3 separate regions of the Mus musculus genome follow, and all the other regions are linked to region 1. A link is a contact called in public promoter capture Hi-C data. All regions are on one chromosome and are shown on one strand. Each heading gives the region's core, a stretch centred on a gene start, on an enhancer-like site or on the middle of the called end of the contact. The rest is flanking DNA. Distances are from core to core; before and after follow the strand shown.

Region 1 (2,700 bases), core at 173-2,672:
AAACTAGCTGGTCTCTCTAATTTTAAGACCCCATAACCCTTCCTTAATCCCAATCACCCTCCAAAGGCTCCCTCTCCAAATACTATTAACATATTACTCTGGAGATTATTCTCCAACACATACGCCATAAAACCACGTGTGGAGAGAACAGGAGACAGTAGGGACGTTGGATGGGGCGGAGGCATTATAGGTAAGGGTGAACACGGGGAGTCAGAAATTCAGTGTGGGAATGAAGCAAAAACAATTTAAACAGGCCCAAGTAGAAGACTAACTCCATGTGTGTTAAATGCCCCAGTAGTTAGACATGTGAATTCACCTTTAAACACTCCTACTGTTACTTTCAACAAACTCCCTTTCTTTGGTTCACTTAATTCCATTGTCAAGCCAGTGTGAAACTGAGGAATCAGGGTTGCAACTATAACCCTTAGGCCTTACCAGCTTAAGGACAGGGCTCTCTGCCTGCCTGCCTCTCTGCCTGCTCACCTGTCTGATAAAAATAGGCAGCATAATGTCCAGCTCCTGTCTGCTCATATCAGCAATGATTCTCCCAGACCTCCACTAGTTTCAAGGCTCTGCAGTGAGGCATCAGGGGGTTAGTAGAGGGGTGCCCTATTGCTGCACTGTAGGTTGGAGGTGGGCACGACATACTGCATGCATTGACCTCTGCTCTCCAAGACTTGTGATGAGTGTACATGAATAACCGCACCTAAAGGCCCAAGGGGAAAAAACGGATACTCAGGATTTGGGTCAGGTCTCACGTAGGCCTGAGGACACCCCAAGTGGGTGTCCTTTGTATGGCCACTGGGGAGGATGCGCAGGCTTCATTAGGTACATGTCGAGTGGCTGACTACACGGCTGTAGTTCTTTTGTAGCAGAAGGCAGATTAGAGTAGGAAGAGCATTTGATCTGGCGCCATGCAGGAAAAAGCGGATGTCGTCCCTAAACCCAAGCAGCTTTCAAGCCTCTTCCTGGGCAGAGATGCGGTCCTAAGAGCCAACGACAGCTTAAAAGAAATTAGAGACAGGGTGAGGCCGTCCCTGTGGGTCCCGCCTACCAGATCCGTCCACGGCGTGGGGCCAGCGCGCGACCTCTGCGAGCAGCCCCTGCGGCAGAAGAGGACCTTACTGCGGTCGACTGCCGCCGCGCCGCCGCCGGGACCTTTCCCCTACTTTCCAGGCCTCACGCCCCGCCTCTAGCCCGGACCAAAACACGTGCCGCCGCCCGCCCCGCCGGATCACGCCGCAGCCAGGCTCCGATCACGCGCCCCCCCGCGGCGCCCATTGGCCCGCTTCTTGCCGGCCTGGCGCTGATTGGCTGGCGGCAGAGGCCATGCCCCCAGCAGGGAGCGGTGTATTTTGGTTTGCCCGCGCGCCCCGCCCAGGGCCGCTCCCTCCGTGGCGCCCCGCCCCTCCCGCGCCTCCCGGGCCGCGCGGAGGCAGAGCCGCGCGGCAAGGAAGGCGGAGGTGCGCGCCGGGAACAGACGCTCGGGACACCGCCGCCCGCCGCACACGTGCAGCCTCCGCCGCACGCAGGGCTCCTGCCTCGCAGCATTGCTGCCTGCAGGCCATACGGCACCATGCACTCGCCGGGCTCCACCGGCCCCGGCGACGGGCGCGCGGTAAGTGACGGGGCTGAGCGCGGGACGAGACGGGGGACGCGGGAGGGATGGCGACTTCTCGCTGCGGTGGGGGCTGCGGATTTGCTCTGGTCCGGACAGGGACCCGGAGGCTCGGCCGGGTCAGGGTGGGGAGGGGGGTGTGTTAGCGCGGCAGCCTGCCTTCAGCTTTGTCTCTGGTCCGCTGCGGCCCCGCCCGGCGCGGCTATTTCCAGCCATGACGTCACCCGAATCCAGAGGAGGACCGCTGTTGGATGTGGGCGCGGCTGGCGGGAACTTGGGGGCGGAGTCAAAGCTGGGGCGCAGCATGGGGGCGTGGCCAAAGCTAGGGCGTGGGCAAGCGTGCTTGGAGGAGATATTGGGGGAACTAGATGGGACCAAGGCGAAGGACATGGTGAAAGCACCTGGTAGTAGTGTAAGAGGGCGGAACCGAAGCTAGAGAGCTTGGTGAGAACCTCTGGTAGGACTGTGGGGCGGGGCCGATGTAAGAGTGCATAGTGAGAGTTTATCTAGGGGCGGGGCAAAGGCTAAGCCGAAGGGAGGGAGTGTGGTGAGAGCATCTGGTAGGAGTGCAGTGGGAGGGGCTGTGGGTGGAGCCAAAGTAAAGGTATCTCAGGAGGGTGTGGCCAGAGTGCCTGGATGGGGTTACGACGGAATGAGGAGCAAGGCAATAGTGTGTCTTGATAGGCGAGTGTGCAAGAGTGTGGTTCGAAGAGGTGTGTCAGCCAAGCTTAATGGGCTGGTAAGGGTAGAGCTGGGCGAAGGGTGGAGTCTAAGTGAGAAGGGGTGTGGTAAAATGGGACTTTGCAGGCTTGGGCCCAGGGACTGAGTGAAGTCATGGCAGGGACCTCTGTCAGAAGGTGTAGGGTGTGGAGCAACAGAACCTGATAGAAATGTAGGGGGCCAGAGAAGTGGTGCGGAGCAGGTTCCTGGTGAGAACACAGTATTACATGGACTCAAGGGAACCTACGTTCGCATTCTTTCCTAGTATGGGGCTGGACATTGATTCCACTTGAAGGCTCATAATCAAAATACCCTTCCAGGAGGTTGTCTGGCCCCTATGGTCATATCTTTGCCTGTTCAGT
Region 2 (2,700 bases), core at 35-2,534, 4.0 Mb after region 1:
CTTCTTTTGTTTTTTTTTTTTTTCTTTTTTTTTCTTTCTTACCCCCTTTTTTAAACTTTAGAATATTGTTGGTATTTTGAGGTTTTATTTGAGTTGATAGACATTAATACTTGCTACATAGAAATAAAAAGAAGGGATGAGAGGAAGTTCTGGCAGGGCCTATGCCCAATATATGTGAGACCCTAATTTCAATCTCCAGTGCCAGGATTCATCGTGTAGCCAAGACTGCCCTTGAACTTGCAGTAATCCTCTTGCTGTAGTCTACACAGTACTGGGATAATAGGTTTGAGGCACCATGTCTGGCTTCAAATATTAAAAAACAAACAAACAAACAAAAACTCTGGTGGCGCTGGAGAGATGGCTCACTCATTAAGAATAGTGGCTGCTTTTGCAAAGGCTTGAGTTCCAATCCCAGGGGAGCCAATGCCATTTCCTGACCTCTGTGGGCAGAAAGTATGTCTGTGGCACAAACATAGATGCAAGCGAAACACTCATACACATGAACTAAAGTAATACATAAATAAACAACTGATTTCTAAAGGAAAGAGAAGGGTAGAGTTGCTTTACATTCTACAAACCACACCGACAGCTGGCTGAAGGGCAAACAATCAGAGACAACCATTAAAGGGAAATTTTCCCTTCCCTATTTTTTCTTTATATTTAGAAAAACTTTTCATACTCATGACTTCAAGGAATATACATTTATTACTTTAAAATTGCATCTATGTGTTGGTGTGTGCGTGCATTATCATTGGTGCATATGTGCGAAGGTCAGAGGACAACTTGTGGGAGAGTTGTTAAGCTTGGTGGCAAGTGCCTTCACTTTCAAAGTCGCCTTGGTAGTCCCTAAGGAGTAGATTTTAAAATTTTAGTTGATTTTGGGTTATAAAAACGATTCCCCAGTTTGCAACAGTGACTTGCTTCATTCTATGTAGTCCAGAATTATATGGCCAGAGTGTTGTTATGTATTCATGACATCTTCTCATTCATTGCTGGCAAAGGGGAGGGGAACCCTATTCTGCAGAGTTGGGCATCCTAGAATATGGGATGTAGTTTTACAGGGGCTCATTGTCTTCACATCTATTCCCTCATTCGGCCATCATCCTCTCATTCCTTCTTTCCCCTCTTCCTCTCGCTTCCAAATCAGTTTTGCTGTGCTGGGATTGGACTAGGCACTCGGCAGCTGGGAAACACCTCTGTCTCCAGGCCGAACGTCTCCACCGACGTCTAAGAAACCGAAGACACAATCCTCGGCCCCGCCCCTCTCCGCGACGGGCGCCTCGCGACGTCACCTTCCTGAGCCGGAAGTGTGTCGGCTCGCCGGCGGGAGGCTCGCGGGCAGCAATGTGGGTTGCCGCGCTGGCGTGAGTGATGCGCTGGCTGCTGCCGCTGTCCCGCACAGTGACACTGGCCGTCGTACGCCTGAGGCGAGGCATTTGCGGGCTCGGGATGTTCTATGCGGTGAGGAGAGGCCGCAGGACCGGAGTCTTCCTGAGTTGGTGAGACGGAGCCTGGCGGAGCCCTTTATTCTAAACACCTAACAGCTCGTTTAGCCCTTCCGTGTTGTAGTCAAATCCTCCCAAAGAGAACACATGGTCACCGCAGCCAGAATTTACACAAGGCTTCCCACGTTCTGATCGTTCCTGTGTGTGGGTGTTTTGTTTTTTGACACAGGACCTCATGTAGTCCAGACTGCTGAGCTCATTGGTTTGGGCCACCACGCCCAACTTCCTCGTGTTTTCATCTTTTAAACATTTTTCATACCTACTGGGTGACTTTTCTCGAGCCGATTATGTGCCAAATTGAACTTCTGGTCTTTCTGCCTTCACTAACCAAACGCAGGGATTTCAGATAGGCACCGTTATGCTCAATTTGTGTACTGCAGGTGTTTGAACCCAGGGCTTGTGCATACTAGGCCAGCAGCTGAGCTACATCCTCATCCCCGACTGTTTTTAAGAAGGAAAATCGTGGTGAGATGTGTTGTCACATGTTTGTAATTCCAGCACTGTTGAGGTGGAGGCAGGAGGATCACTACAAGTTAGAGGCCAGCATGGGCTGTGGAAGAGATGAGGGAGGGGGAGAGGTGGAGAGTCTCAAGCCAGAAGCTGGTCTTTGCCTTTGGATCCATGTCGCAGCCCTTGGAGGCAAGATGAAGTTTTCAGTTTCACCGGTACTGTGGCAGTTCCCAGGTCAAATGAGAGGCAGAATCGGGGCTTAAGTCCAGGTTTGGGAGTATATGACAGCTAACTTCTAATATCAAGGTTTGTTGTCCCTGTGACCTGGATGTTTCCCTAGGCACAGCTGAGACAGTACTAAGGAAGAAATATATCCACTGCCAACCCTTTTTCTGTGATTGAGTCTTAAAGATAACAAAATTTTAGTATGTGCTGGAGTTGTGGAAGACCTTGTGGTATTAGTATGCTATTTGGATTGGATGGCATTTAGCAGAATGGGCTGTCAGGTCTTAACATGTAAAATGAAACCAAATTGAGGTGTGACCTTTGTCCCAAGGAATTGACAGCAGATCCCTTTGACTCACCATACAACACCAAACCTATAATCCATGAAAAGTCCTTGTATGTTAAACTTCATTCAGTTAAAAACTCCTGCTCTAGAAAAGACACTGGGCCAGGCATAGTGGCACAAGCCTTTAAATCCCCGCACTCAGGAGGCTGGGAGGCAGAGACATGTGCATCTCTG
Region 3 (2,700 bases), core at 172-2,671, 4.0 Mb after region 1:
TTTGAATTTTGGTTTTTTGAGACAGGGTTTCTCTGTGTAGCTCTGGCTGTCCTGGAACTCACTCTGTAGACCAGGCTGGCTTCAAACTCAGAAATCTGCCTGCCTCTGGCTCCCAAGTGCTGGGATTAAAGGTGTGCGCCACCACTGACAAGCACAAAAAATTCTTTAAAGCTATCTGGTCCTCAGTTGTCATACTTTTAAACTACGGTAATTTTTTTCTATCAAAGATGGCTATCCCACCAAGGGCCACTATTCCACAAACCTCCCTATTTGTTAAAATCTTGTGTGGTCCTGTTACCCAACCCTGAGATGACAGCCATTTGTTGTTCTTACTCTTTATAACACCCTTGCCGTTTGCAGTTAACGAATTAGCATCATATTATGAGGTCTAAGTCCCACCAATGGAACTTTCTTTTTTCTTTCTTTCTTTCTTTTTTTTTTTAAGATTTATTTACTTATTATATGTAAGTATACTGTAGCTGTCTTCAGACACCCCAGAAGAGGGCGCCAGATCTCGTTATGGATGGTTGTGAGCCATCATGTGGTTGCTGGGAATTGAACTCAGGACCTTCAGAAGAGCAGTCAGTGCTCTTAACCACTGAGCCATCTCTCCAGCCCCCCCCCCCCCCATGGGACTTTCTTAATCAGATTTTGAAGAAACACCCATCTTTAATCTGTGCTGCACCTTCGGATAGCATGGAGGTTAGTTTCATTTACTTATTTTAGGTTTATTTAGAAGCGTTTTGCCTTGGATATGCAACACGTGTGAACATAGCCACAGAATTCAGAAGAGCGCAGCAGATCCCCCAGAACTGGAGTTATGGGTGGTTGTGAACTACCAAGTGGCTGCAGGGAATTGCATCTGGGTTCTCTGAAAGAGCAACAGATGCCCTTAACTGCTCGAGCCATCTTTTCAGCACCATGACGGGTTTATTTTAACAGTCATGTTAACATAGCTAGAATCACCTAGGAGGTGAGTAGTAATGAGAAACGGTCTAGATCAGGTTGGCCTGTGGCCTGTCTATGGGGGACTATCTAGATTGCATTAATTTAAAAAGAAAGTATAGAAAGGGTCCGAGCACTAGTGAACACACATGCATTCATTTCTCTCTGCTCTTGGCTATGAACTAGCTGCTTCAAGTTCCTCTTCTGACAATTCTGCTGCCCCGAATGATGGAATTTAACCTGGAACTGTGAGCCAAGTAAACCCTTTCTGCCTGAAAGCTGCCTTTGTAAGAATATTTTATCATAGCATTTGCAAGGAAAACAGGGTAGACACATAACTGCCGAGGAGGCTGTGGATATGCCACCACCTTCTCCAGAGGGTGAGACGCCTTTCCTGGTCCTGAATTCTACCTGAGCGGTCACGCCCTCCCGACAACTCCGCCCTACACCCCGCCCACCACCGTTGGGGCTCCTTCAAGCAACGCCCCTTCCAGCCAGTTAGTGGAAGCCGCCGCCGCCACCATGGTGCAGGCCTGGTATATGGACGAGTCCACCGCCGACCCGCGGAAGCCCCACCGCGCACAGCCCGACCGCCCCGTGAGCCTGGAGCAGCTGCGCACGCTCGGAGTGCTCTATTGGAAGGTACGAGTGCAGGCCGGAGCACCACGCGCCTGCGCACGCGCACGCCGTGACGGGGTGGGCCGGGTGGGGGTGGGGATGGGGGCTAGGGTGCTGCGCAAGCTCAGCAAGGCCGCCGTTTCCAGAGATTTCCATAACTGCAGAGAAGGCTTTGGGCTGGTGGCGCCTGCTTTCCTCTTGGTACTCGCGCGCGTTCACAGCTAGTGTTTGCAAACGCACGGCCAGCTGCCAGTCACATGGTAGTGTCACGGGTAACGCAGTTCAAACACAGGAAAGCCGCAGAGAATCTGGGGTTAGTGGAGGGGTAACTGGATCTAGCCTGTGTGCATTGGTATGGTCAAAATGAAGTGCAAACCAACTGGCCTTGGAGCCATGCCTGAGGAACGTTTGATGAGTCCTTTGCAGAGTCATGCCCCTTAAAAACCATGAAGGCCTGCTCACCACATGCTGTGCTCACAGCTGAAGCAGCGTCCACAGGTCGGGTGGCCACGTTAAGGTGGGAACGACGCTCAAATCCATGTCTGCAAGTAATAGGAGGATATTTTTGGGATAGGAAGCGGGGGAAATAGGTGATTGGAGAAGAATCTGGGTTGTGCACATATGAAATCAAGGCTTTGCATGGGACGGACTTGGTGATGCAATTTTGTCCTGGATCAGCAAGCATGGCTTCAGGGTTGTGGGGTTGGGGTCAGCAAGGCCTCTGGCATTCCTGTTGAGTTAGTCTTTGCTCCCACGGCAGAAGTTGCTAGGGAAAGGGGACAGAGCAGGGTGACAGAAAGGCCCCTTATGACTACAACGTTGGAGTGAAAGAGCTTTTGGAATACTGCCTTCGTCCCTTCCTTCGATCATCACGGATACCTTAGATTAGGAGTCACACTCAGGACTTTGTATCTACACCAGATCTGTAAACAACAGGAACTGGCTGCCCAGTAGAGACTGGAACCCGATTAGGTGCTTTGGGTGTCTGGTGAAGGCCCCCTCATAGCTGACTTCTATGAAACCTTAAACAGCTCCTCAGGGCAGTAGAGCCACTCATCTCAATCAGGAGCAGCTGTGACCCCACCGGGAGCCAGGAGGCCCACCTCTTACGTCATCCTGTGGGTGAAGTTTCCACAT

What was found. Promoter capture Hi-C pulls out the DNA fragments that hold promoters and counts their contacts.
Region 2: a contact with region 1 is called in a promoter capture Hi-C map of pre-B cells. The contact joins the promoter of Rnaseh1 here to the promoter of Klf11 in region 1. A contact is called at or near these places in 2 of 39 promoter capture datasets (pre-B cells and second pharyngeal arch cranial neural crest).
Region 3: a contact with region 1 is called in a promoter capture Hi-C map of hematopoietic stem and progenitor cells. The contact joins the promoter of Adi1 here to the promoter of Klf11 in region 1.

Annotation. Positions count from the first base shown.
Region 1 is chr12:24,649,949-24,652,648 of GRCm38.p6, forward strand. Klf11 (Kruppel-like factor 11) reads left to right here and starts at 1,423. Exons shown (of 4, transcript NM_178357.3): 1 at 1,423-1,618. The coding sequence starts at 1,577.
Region 2 is chr12:28,648,318-28,651,017 of GRCm38.p6, forward strand. Rnaseh1 (ribonuclease H1) reads left to right here and starts at 1,285. Exons shown (of 8, transcript NM_011275.3): 1 at 1,285-1,499. The coding sequence starts at 1,372.
Region 3 is chr12:28,673,786-28,676,485 of GRCm38.p6, forward strand. Adi1 (acireductone dioxygenase 1) reads left to right here and starts at 1,422. Exons shown (of 4, transcript NM_134052.2): 1 at 1,422-1,587. The coding sequence starts at 1,468.